Regions from separate parts of the Gossypium arboreum genome. Here region 1 is linked to region 2. A link is a contact called in public Hi-C data. All regions are on one chromosome and are shown on one strand. Each heading gives the region's core, a stretch centred on a gene start, on an enhancer-like site or on the middle of the called end of the contact. The rest is flanking DNA. Distances are from core to core; before and after follow the strand shown.

Region 1 (4,852 bases), core at 385-2,884, 440 kb after region 2:
CACATGTGAGTAAGAACCATCAGCTATGCAGATTTGGGACTTGTCATGACAAGGGGTGTAGGTGTGAAACAAAGTGGAGTTACCTGTCATGTGATCGTAGGAACCCGAATCGCAATCTAAGAGGATTGATTATTTGATTCAAAGGCAATATTGAGGGCAGTACCTTGGGTGGCTAGAGATCCATGAGCAGTAGAAGTACCAAGTATCTTATGGAGAGTCTCAAGTTGGGTATTGGTTAGGCGAACATCGAGAACATCATCTGCAGTAGTGGAGGATAACAGGGCAGTTTTATTATCATTCTGTTTTTTTTCAGGATAGCCATGGAATTTGAAGCACTTTTCCTTTGTATGACCAACACGGCTGCAGTGGTTACACCATGGTCTGGTTGATCCAGAATCATTTCCAGCACGTGGTTTTTGTGGTTGTGGACCTCTGGAGATGAGGGCAGAGGTCTCAGTAGACCGGTTGCCAAGAGTTGTCACATGTTTAAGTTCCTTTGAGTATCCCATCATGACAAGACGGCTCTTTTCTTCTCTTCTAACTTCTGCAAATGCTTCACCGATGGTTGGTAGAGGTGATCTGCCAAGAATTTAGCCACGAACCTCATCTAACTCACGGTTCAATCCTGCTAGAAACTCATAAAGACGTTCATTGTTGAGGTGAGTTATAAACTTGGTGTGTTCCAAGCCTTCACCCCAATCTGCCTCATAGTATATATCCAATTCCTGCTACAAAATTTTTAGATTGTTGTAGTAGTGAGTTACTTCGAGTGTCCCTTGTCAGATATCCTTTAACTTAAGCTTGATCTCAAATACTTGGGAGGCGTTTCCAAGATCCGAGTAGTTTTCTTTGACTGCATCCCACATGTCTTTTGCAGTTTTGAAAAAGATATAGGTGCGGCTTATATGGCCTTCCATCGAATTAATTAGCCAAGCCATTACAATCGAGTTGTTGAGTTCCCAAGTGGCATAAGTCGATTTAGCTATGGTTGGTCGTGGAATTTCTCCATTGATGTATCCTAATTTGCCACGACCACGAATCACCATAAGGACCGATTGAGACCATTGCAAGAATTTCTTCCCATCTAGTCGATGATTGGTGATTATAAGGGAGGAATTAAGTTCACCTTGAGTGATTCCTTGATTGACATTCTGAGTTATTTGTGAAGTCTCAGTTTTAGATAGAGTTTCATTGAAGTCACCCATGAGAGGAGGACTAAACCGGAGGAATTTTTAGGAAGGGATATTAGAGATGAATGAGCAGGATCGAATGAATCCTAAAGCTCTTGATACCATGAAGAAACTTAGAAAAAGATTATTTTCATTCTGCTAATTAGTTTACACCTATAAAGAGAGGAATTCACACAAACAAGGAAAACAATCCCTAAAAAATAGTAACTTCCTAAGAATCAGTGACTGAAATTAGTTTCTATTTTTAATGCTATATAACTCATCAACTAACTCATTTGAGATATTAAAAATTTAAAATAAGGAAAAAAAAGTAATTGATATCAAGTTTAATTACTAAATGTTGTATTAATCTTTTCAATAATAAAATAGTAGAAAGAGATTTGCAAAATAGAAAACAGTAAAAAAAAAACATGATAAATGCTCATATGGTTAAGCAAGACTGGAGACGCGGGGTATCGAACCCCGTAACTTCTCGCATGCAAAGCGAGCGCTCTACTGTTTGAGCTACATCCCCGAATTGTTATATTGAGGCTTAAAATAAATACATCGTAAAGTGAATTGGATGTATAAAATCTCTCCACTCAGAAGAATTGCCGTAGAGAAATTTCAGTCTCCAATCCAAGTTTCCCGCCATGGAAGTCGACTCGCAAGAACAACTGCAGAGAAAACAATCCACTTACCTCTCTTTAGTAACTCTCACCTCATTTTCTTCCCTTTCACAATATCCTAAAATCTCTTCTGATTTTGTGAAACTATAATCCCCTTTTTCTTTGTGTCTTAGGATGAGAATTTCGAGATTCAGAAGGAAGTTTACAGAGGCCAGCAGTACAGTCAAATTTACTTTGCTCGTCTTCACATGATGAGAACTTTGCTTTACTCCCTTGTGCCCAACTGGAAATCCCATCTCCCCGGTAACCTCTCTTTAAAAAAAAAAAGGAATATTTCGGGAGATTTCCAAAATTGTTTATTCTTTTAATTTATTAACTATGGTACTCTTTTTCCCTCTTCTTATTATGGATTTTGGGTTTTGAAGCAAGCAGCAGCTTTGGCTAGTCATTTTTGGCTGCTTTGTTACCTGCATTTGGAGTTAAGGAATTTTTGTAATTTGCAGTGTCTGGGGCTCTTAGGGTTCGCAGTGAATATAAAAAAAGTCTTTGGTATTAGCTTTTGATTGGTGTGTCCTTACCCTGTGATTATTTGGATTCCATTCTAGAGGTTTTGACTGATTAGCATGGAAGGTTATGTTTGAAATACTGGCATTGTGGCTAAGAATTACTATTGGTACTCATACTCGTTGGGGACTAGTCTGACCTATGTTGCTCGGAATTTTCGTTCTTCTTGGAGTACCCTTGTCCGACACTCGTTTCTGACACACATGAGAATTTGATCTCCAAGGATTCTCCAAAAAGATGGAAAAACTTAGAAAATCTTACAATGCACGTAGGATACACTTGAGTCCAAGTAACATAGACTCTGATAATAATGTATTTCTACTTTCAAGTGTGTATTTCTCATTCAAAAGCTTTCTTCAAGGTGATAGGTTCTATTTTGAAAAAAAAATGCACTAGATACTGTTGCTCATATTTCTGATGAGTTTGTTGTTGGTATTATTTGTGCATCTGAAATTTTGTTGCCTCTGTAGTGTACTTTTTCACATTAGAAATTTGAAGTACCAGAACTTTCCAGTCCTCTCATTGTTTGTGGCTAAAGATAATGGGGATTCAAATAAATTTGTAGTTTGATTGAGTTTTTAGTTTCCATGGAATAATTTAAAAATTTTCCTTCTCTCTTTTTGTAGTTTGTACAGTTTTAGAGCTCGAAGAAGGCAAAGAATGCATCATTGTTGGTACTCTTTATAAGCATATGAAACTCAAACCTTGCATTCTTGATGAATACTCTAAGGAGGTAATATGGTTGTTAATGGATGTATATTATTGATTAGTTTATTTCATTTTGTATATTGAACTCTATGTTGGAAATTCAGTGTTGTTTGACTTTGAACGTTCTGTGTATAATCTTTTTATAATTTACAGAGATCTGTTGCCCCTCTTATAAAACCTCATAATTTTATGCATCAAGATGACTACTTGGTTTTGGAAGATGAAAGCGGACGAGTGAAGCTTGGCGGTACTAAGCTTTCACCCTCAGTTTATGTAACAGGTCTGTATTGCTATCAATTCACTATCCATATTTGGAATTTCTGTTCACAATTGACTTGTTTGTCAATCCATTGGAAATGATTGCATTTGTTGCACTTAATTGCTTCAAAGCCTTGTTTATAGATTACCATGTTGAGCAATTATCAAACTATTAATTGCATTCATGCCTTTAGCTTCTAGAGGAAATCATATGAGCTTGTTGAGGGCCTCAACTATTTGGTTCATTGCATTCAATTTTACTCACTCTTATCATTTTTGAACTTTTCTTTTCTTTTCTTCCCCTTGTTTTTAAACACAAGCTTCTATGATCTAGATATGCATGCCATTGAGTGATATGCAATAACTTACTGTTTATGCACTATCAAGGCTTCAATTAGTGGAATTTATGGGCTCAAACATTACCCTAATGAAACATGTTGATCTTTCACTTACGCTATGCGTTTGATAGGTGTTGTTGTTGCATTGCATGGAAAGGAAACCAGTGCAGGAGCCTTCTTTGTTGAAGATGTTCTCGAAGCTGGCTTACCACCTCAGATTGAACGACCGCTAAAATCAAGTATGATCTGATTGCCCTTCTACCTCCGAATTTATGTTCTTTGCTCTAAAGTTGCATCAACTCTGTAAAGGAGCCACTTCTCTATTGGATATAAGCATTCCTCATCTTATCTAATCTGCATACAGTGTTTATCCCTGGTTAGATTAATACTATTATCTAACATGCTAAGAAAACTACAGATGGTTTGTAACTGATTTTTTCTTGTTTTTTTGCTAAAATAGAGAAATTACTAGAACAATTTGTCAATTCACCATGTATAAAATGAAAGGTGTTGCATCTTTGACTGAGGAAATGATACGACTCATTAGTCTTGAAAGGATTCATGCATTAAAGCTGCATATTTCTGCAGATTTATAAAGTGATTTTCATTCATCAAGAGTTGACAAGCAGAGCTCTCTATCTCTGTATCTCTCTTAACCTTAGATTTCAGGACATGAGATGCTAGTATGTCCAAGCATTCTTGACTAGCTGCACCTAGTTTTGTCTCGTGTTTGATGTTATAGATTTTCTTTGTTGGGCATTTTGAAGAATCACATCTGCTAGTTGTTTCTTGTCGGTTTTCTCCATGAATACAGCAGAATAATGGATTGGAGTATTGAGAATGGTAGGAAGAAAATTAGCTTTATAATGTATTGTTGAATTTTTCTTAAATATTCAGCCTTGATTTGTCTCATGAACCTTCAGCCTTTCCATTTTATCTCAGTAGACATAGCCTGTATCTTAAAGTTCAGCCATTCTGTCTTGTAAACAAGGCCTCAAAGTCTTCAAATTTTGACTTTGGACAGGAGAAGACAAGTATGTTGTTTTTGTCTCTGGGCTTAGCATCGGGAGCAGCTCCTCTAATCCCCTTCAGTTTCAGCTTCTTGTTGATCACATAACAGGGCATCTAGGAGATGAGGAGGTTCTTGCCAATTCTGTTATATTCTTTTTTTCCAGCCATTTTACAA
Region 2 (4,817 bases), core at 936-3,435:
GGACACTCTGTTTTTGTGAAATGCAAATGATTTTTACATCTAATTAACAGGTGAAGACATGGATCACTACAAATACATGATCCATCCATTTTCTGGCAAATAAAAGATGACATTAGGAAAATGGTAAGCAACATAAATTTGACATTGTGGTTTATGATTTACACAGCTCTAAGCCTCTAGCTATTTAAGGGAAAAAAAAAACAATGCAGTTCATTAAAACATGCGAAAGGCATCTTAGATATCAAAAGTCGAGCATGCCATGCAGCTGAGATGGATATTGTAGTAACTCACAGGTATTGAAACAATGATAATATGTACCCAACTAAAAAGAATGATTTTATCTTCCCCATGGAATGTGAAGGCGACTTAAATAGTTACATATTATGAGGTTTGATTTGACAGAGCAGTTTTCCACCTGAACTGTCCAGTTTGAAGACCCGGCGTAACGTTTGTTTGTTTCCACCTGAAGGAAACCAAAAATTAGGATATTACAAAAAAAAAAAAATCAATATTTGCCTTCTTCTAAAACCATACGGAGAAAAAGGCTTACATCTACAGGTACATCCTCGGGAGAGTCATAAACAGCATCCATGGGATAAACTTTGGTGATCTCCATTAATGACCCATCTGGCAATCTGGAAAAGAAAATTCCAATCAGCATACCGTAAGTGAGAAATCGGCAAATACCAAAATCTACGCAATCAACAGGAAAGAACATTTTTGTTCTTACATGCGTGATTCATCAAATTTCCCACGTCTTAGACTGCTTTCGAATATGTTGAGTGCCTGCAAAAAGAAATGTTTGCAGTTATAAGAAAAACTGTAAAAAAGTACAACTTTGACCTTAAAATGAGACTCTTTGCTTCTAAATGACACATATGTTATATAAAGATACATACAGGCACCCATGTTCCAACAAGAATTTCAGCTCCAGCAGCAGCAAGAGATTTTGCTATTGCCCAACCATACCCATTGTCATCAGCAACACCAGCTATAAATGCTCTTTTACCTGCAAACCGACACATCATATTAGATGTTCAAGTGGTTTACGTCCATACTGCACAGACAAATTTCATGTCTTAAGAGCTTTTCAGTCATGTCAAGATTCAAAAAACATGGTTAGCTGATACAACATCATCATGTATTCTAATCTGTATTCAACATTATTGAATTAACGCATAGAAGTTATAAGAGAGGGGGAAATAAGGACAGGTTACCTCTCAAATCAATAGGAAGTCCAGACAAAGGCTTGTTGTCACTTTGTTCAGACATGGCTCTTGTAACAAACTTTTCAAACTTGACAGGCTTTGAAGTGATCCTATGGAGGAACGGCTGCCTTGACGAGATGTGAGAGGCACTTGCAAGCCCTGACCATGATGCCTCTTTATGCTGAGCGATGATGTTCACCATGGTCGAGACAACAATTTTACGAGAAGAAGAAATACAAGGTTTAATGTTGGTCATGTAAGGGCCAGGAGTTGCTGCGGTTCCCATATTTTCTTCTTTTATCTTACTTGAATCACCCAAAGTCAATACAGTTCTACAAGATCAAGTGGAACAGTTAAATAATCAAGGGAAACACAAGGCATTATGGTTAACAGAAAGGCAACATTTTTAAGTAATATCATTAGCAAGAGTGATAACTTTATAAAATAAGAGACACCAACATCTCCTCTGTGGGAATGTAATAAGATGACAAAAACTTTTTCTTGGTAAATAAATTGTCTCCAACACCCAAATCTCTGGTTGGCTTGGCCATTGTGTGGTGTAATGCTCTGACATGTAATAAATGGTTGGTTATTTTCATCAGATTTCTAAGGGACCAAATTAGAAGCAGAAGATTTCCCTTAATGCTCAAATAAACATGTAAATGGAATGAAGGCATTAGTAAAGTTTGAATAACATTGAGCAAGAAATAACATGGAAAGATCTGAAAACTCACCGAAGCAAAGGAGGAGGAAGATTGGGTTATGAATGTGGGGATTGTACGGAAAGAGCAGTGAGGTGATGAGAATATAAAGAAAAGAGGAGGGAAGTGGGGTTATGTTTTGGGGGTTTCGATGAAACCGAAGTGGTTGATGGAGTTTTGGTTTCCAACAGTTGGGAAGCAACGACGGGAGCTTTGGAAATGTCGACCTCAGTTTGGTTTTGGATCCTTACTCAAATTACTATTATGCCCTTCTTTCTCTTTTTGTTGGCTGTGAATGGATTGGACTCTTGACTCGTTGATTTGACTTGCTGTCAAAAATAGCCTTATGGCCCGAATTATACTTGTTTTTTCAATTTTAGTACTTAAAAATTTTTGTCTCACCTTTCTATTTAAATTATTTTTATTATCCAAATTAATTTAAGGCATAAAAGAAAATAAGATATATACGTGAGACTATTAGAATATGTGACATCATTTTTTTTATTTTAATACAATTTATATTCTATTGATTAAAAATAAAAAAATCATAGAACATATAAAAATAAAAATATTTAAAAATTCTAAAATACTAAAATTTTAAAATTCTAAAATATATAAATATAAATTTTAAAAATCATAATAATATATAAAATTGTAAATTTTATAAAATTGAAAAATATTTAAATTTTAGAAAATTAAAAAATTCCATTTTCAAAAATATATATTCAGGAATAAATTTTATTTCAAATTCTAAAAATTCAAAATGAATAAAAAGTAAAAAAGAAAAGTTTAACTTCAAGAAAAACTTAATGTCTAGAAATTAAAAATTTTAATTTATAATTTAGACGTAGGTCAATATTCGATCAAATATCGATCAATGATGGCCAATGATTGATCAAAGTTAATGTATTAAAATATTTAGTTTTTAAATATTCTTTTTCTACTTTTTCATATAAATTTAAATTATTTAATTTTAATAAATTTATTGTCACACGCCAGAGGTGAAGCAAAAAAAAAATTAGGGGCGAAATAAAATTTTAATTTTAATAGTTTATATATTTATAATTTTTAAAGGATTAAATAAATTTTCATAATTTTAGGGGGCCAAAGTGTAATTTTACCTTTACTAATTTAAAATTTTAAAATTTTTTAGAAGGCCAAAACAATAATTTTCCATTTCAGGGGGCCGGGGCCCTTGTCAACCCCCCTGGATTCGCCTCTGCACACTGCACATTCTAATTGGTTGGATGTGCCACATGGCATGTGATGCGAGCGCGCCCAACGGTTCAGCTAGTTCAAGTAAAGATCATCTGACGCTACCACAAGGCCTTATCACCCGAGCTCGAGCTAAGGCTTTCAAAGATTCTATTTCAACTCTTGTAGCTCGAATTTGGGATGAAACTCAGCCCAGCCGCAGCGAGGAAGCTTAAATTAACTCTTCCAATTCACCTCGCAACTTGCTACTAGTTCAGATTCAGCTCATGTCCAGCTCCCCAGCTCGGGTCCAGCTTACGAGTCCGAACCTAGCTCGGATTTAGCTCACGAGCTTACCCCCAGCTCATCACTAGCTCATACACCTATATCGAGCTCAATAAGTCTATTCGTCCCTAGCTATTAAATAAGATTGATGCATTAAATAAATTTGAACATATTTTTTTAAATAATTAATTTGTTTAATTCTGGACATTTTAAATAAGTGTGCCGAATTTAATTAGGTTATTACATGTTATTAATATGTCTTGGTTTAACTAGGATTTAATGTGTCCAAATTACTACAATTATTTGTTATGTTAGTCGAATTTATGAGTGTGTTTAATATGTTAATATTTGCTGCCACCTTAATGTGTTCACATTGGTGATTAATGCTTGATTTTAATGTTGCAGGTACATCACTCCTTGGACGGTAAGATGCATGGATGAATTAAGTTGGAATGATGATTTTTGGACTTTCCAAAGCAACCATTCGGCCAAAAGTCACTTTATCCTTCAATTCTCCAAAGTGGCTGAATCTCTTCCCCATGTTAACATCAAAGCATTCACACTAGGAGTTCACACATGCAACCATTCGACTACTTGTGTTCACACCTCAAAGGCTATTCATGCTCCTATGTTCACACTTATTATGTCTCTTCATGAAGCCCATTTAAGACATCACCTTTGGATGAAACCACATGAACTTAATGCCTCAATTAAAGTGTTGGCTGAACCTACCCAAGCATGCATGAAGACCATTCATCCAAGTGCATCAATGCTTAGCTATGAAGTCTTCCATCCACCTCCCATTCGACCGAACATGGACATGCACATTGAAAGATCATTTCTAGAATTTTCATAGTCATTATTAATTACATTGCTTAGTTGTTAAGCCTATGAACTTGACTATTCGGCTAGCAAAGGCTACTAGTATAAATAGTTGTTCATTGTCATTGTAAAAGAATTTTTGGACTCTTTGCTAATGTTATGCTGCCAAAATTGTGAGGCAACTTTTTCTTCATTTCGTTCAAAGATTCGATTGGCTTTCCTAGCGATCTAGTTGGTCAACCATTTTCTTTGTCGAACCCGAACTTATCACTACCCATAGTGTGGCGTTCGAACATACCGAGGTTCCTATCTTGTTAGATAGTGGGTCGAGGTTTCCTTTACCAAACCTAAACCGAACTCAAAGGGCCTATAAACTACGGGTCGATACCATATCGGTATTTGTTCTTGTTTGCACTTTTGGTTCAATCTATATTTCTTTCGAAACCAGTTCGTACCAAATCAACAAAATCGTCCATTTCTTACCATACCGACCTTTTTTTACTCAATCCATCTTACCTAGTTGAACCTTTCTTAACATTTCTTTCTTAGCCTTTCTTCAACTATCCAACTCCTTCAACTAAACTTTACGTAACTTCTTATCGACGAT

What was found. A called contact is a pair of places that touch in the nucleus more often than the background predicts.
Region 1: a contact with region 2 is called in a Hi-C map of leaf, with 4 times the contacts expected there. The contact joins the promoter of LOC108487535 here to the promoter of LOC108486972 in region 2. A contact is called at or near these places in 2 of 5 Hi-C or Micro-C datasets (both in leaf).

What each region holds. Positions count from the first base shown.
Region 1 is chr4:55,901,972-55,906,823 of ASM2569848v2, forward strand. LOC108487535 (DNA polymerase delta small subunit) reads left to right here and starts at 1,635. Exons shown (of 14, transcript XM_017791906.2): 1 at 1,635-1,879; 2 at 1,972-2,101; 3 at 2,989-3,095; 4 at 3,224-3,350; 5 at 3,798-3,905; 6 at 4,691-4,806. The coding sequence starts at 1,823.
Region 2 is chr4:55,460,540-55,465,356 of ASM2569848v2, forward strand. It overlaps LOC108486972 (enoyl-[acyl-carrier-protein] reductase [NADH], chloroplastic-like), which reads right to left and starts at 2,186. Exons shown (of 13, transcript XM_017791141.2): 1 at 1,943-2,186; 2 at 1,218-1,540; 3 at 900-1,009; 4 at 731-786; 5 at 551-635; 6 at 416-463. The coding sequence starts at 1,494.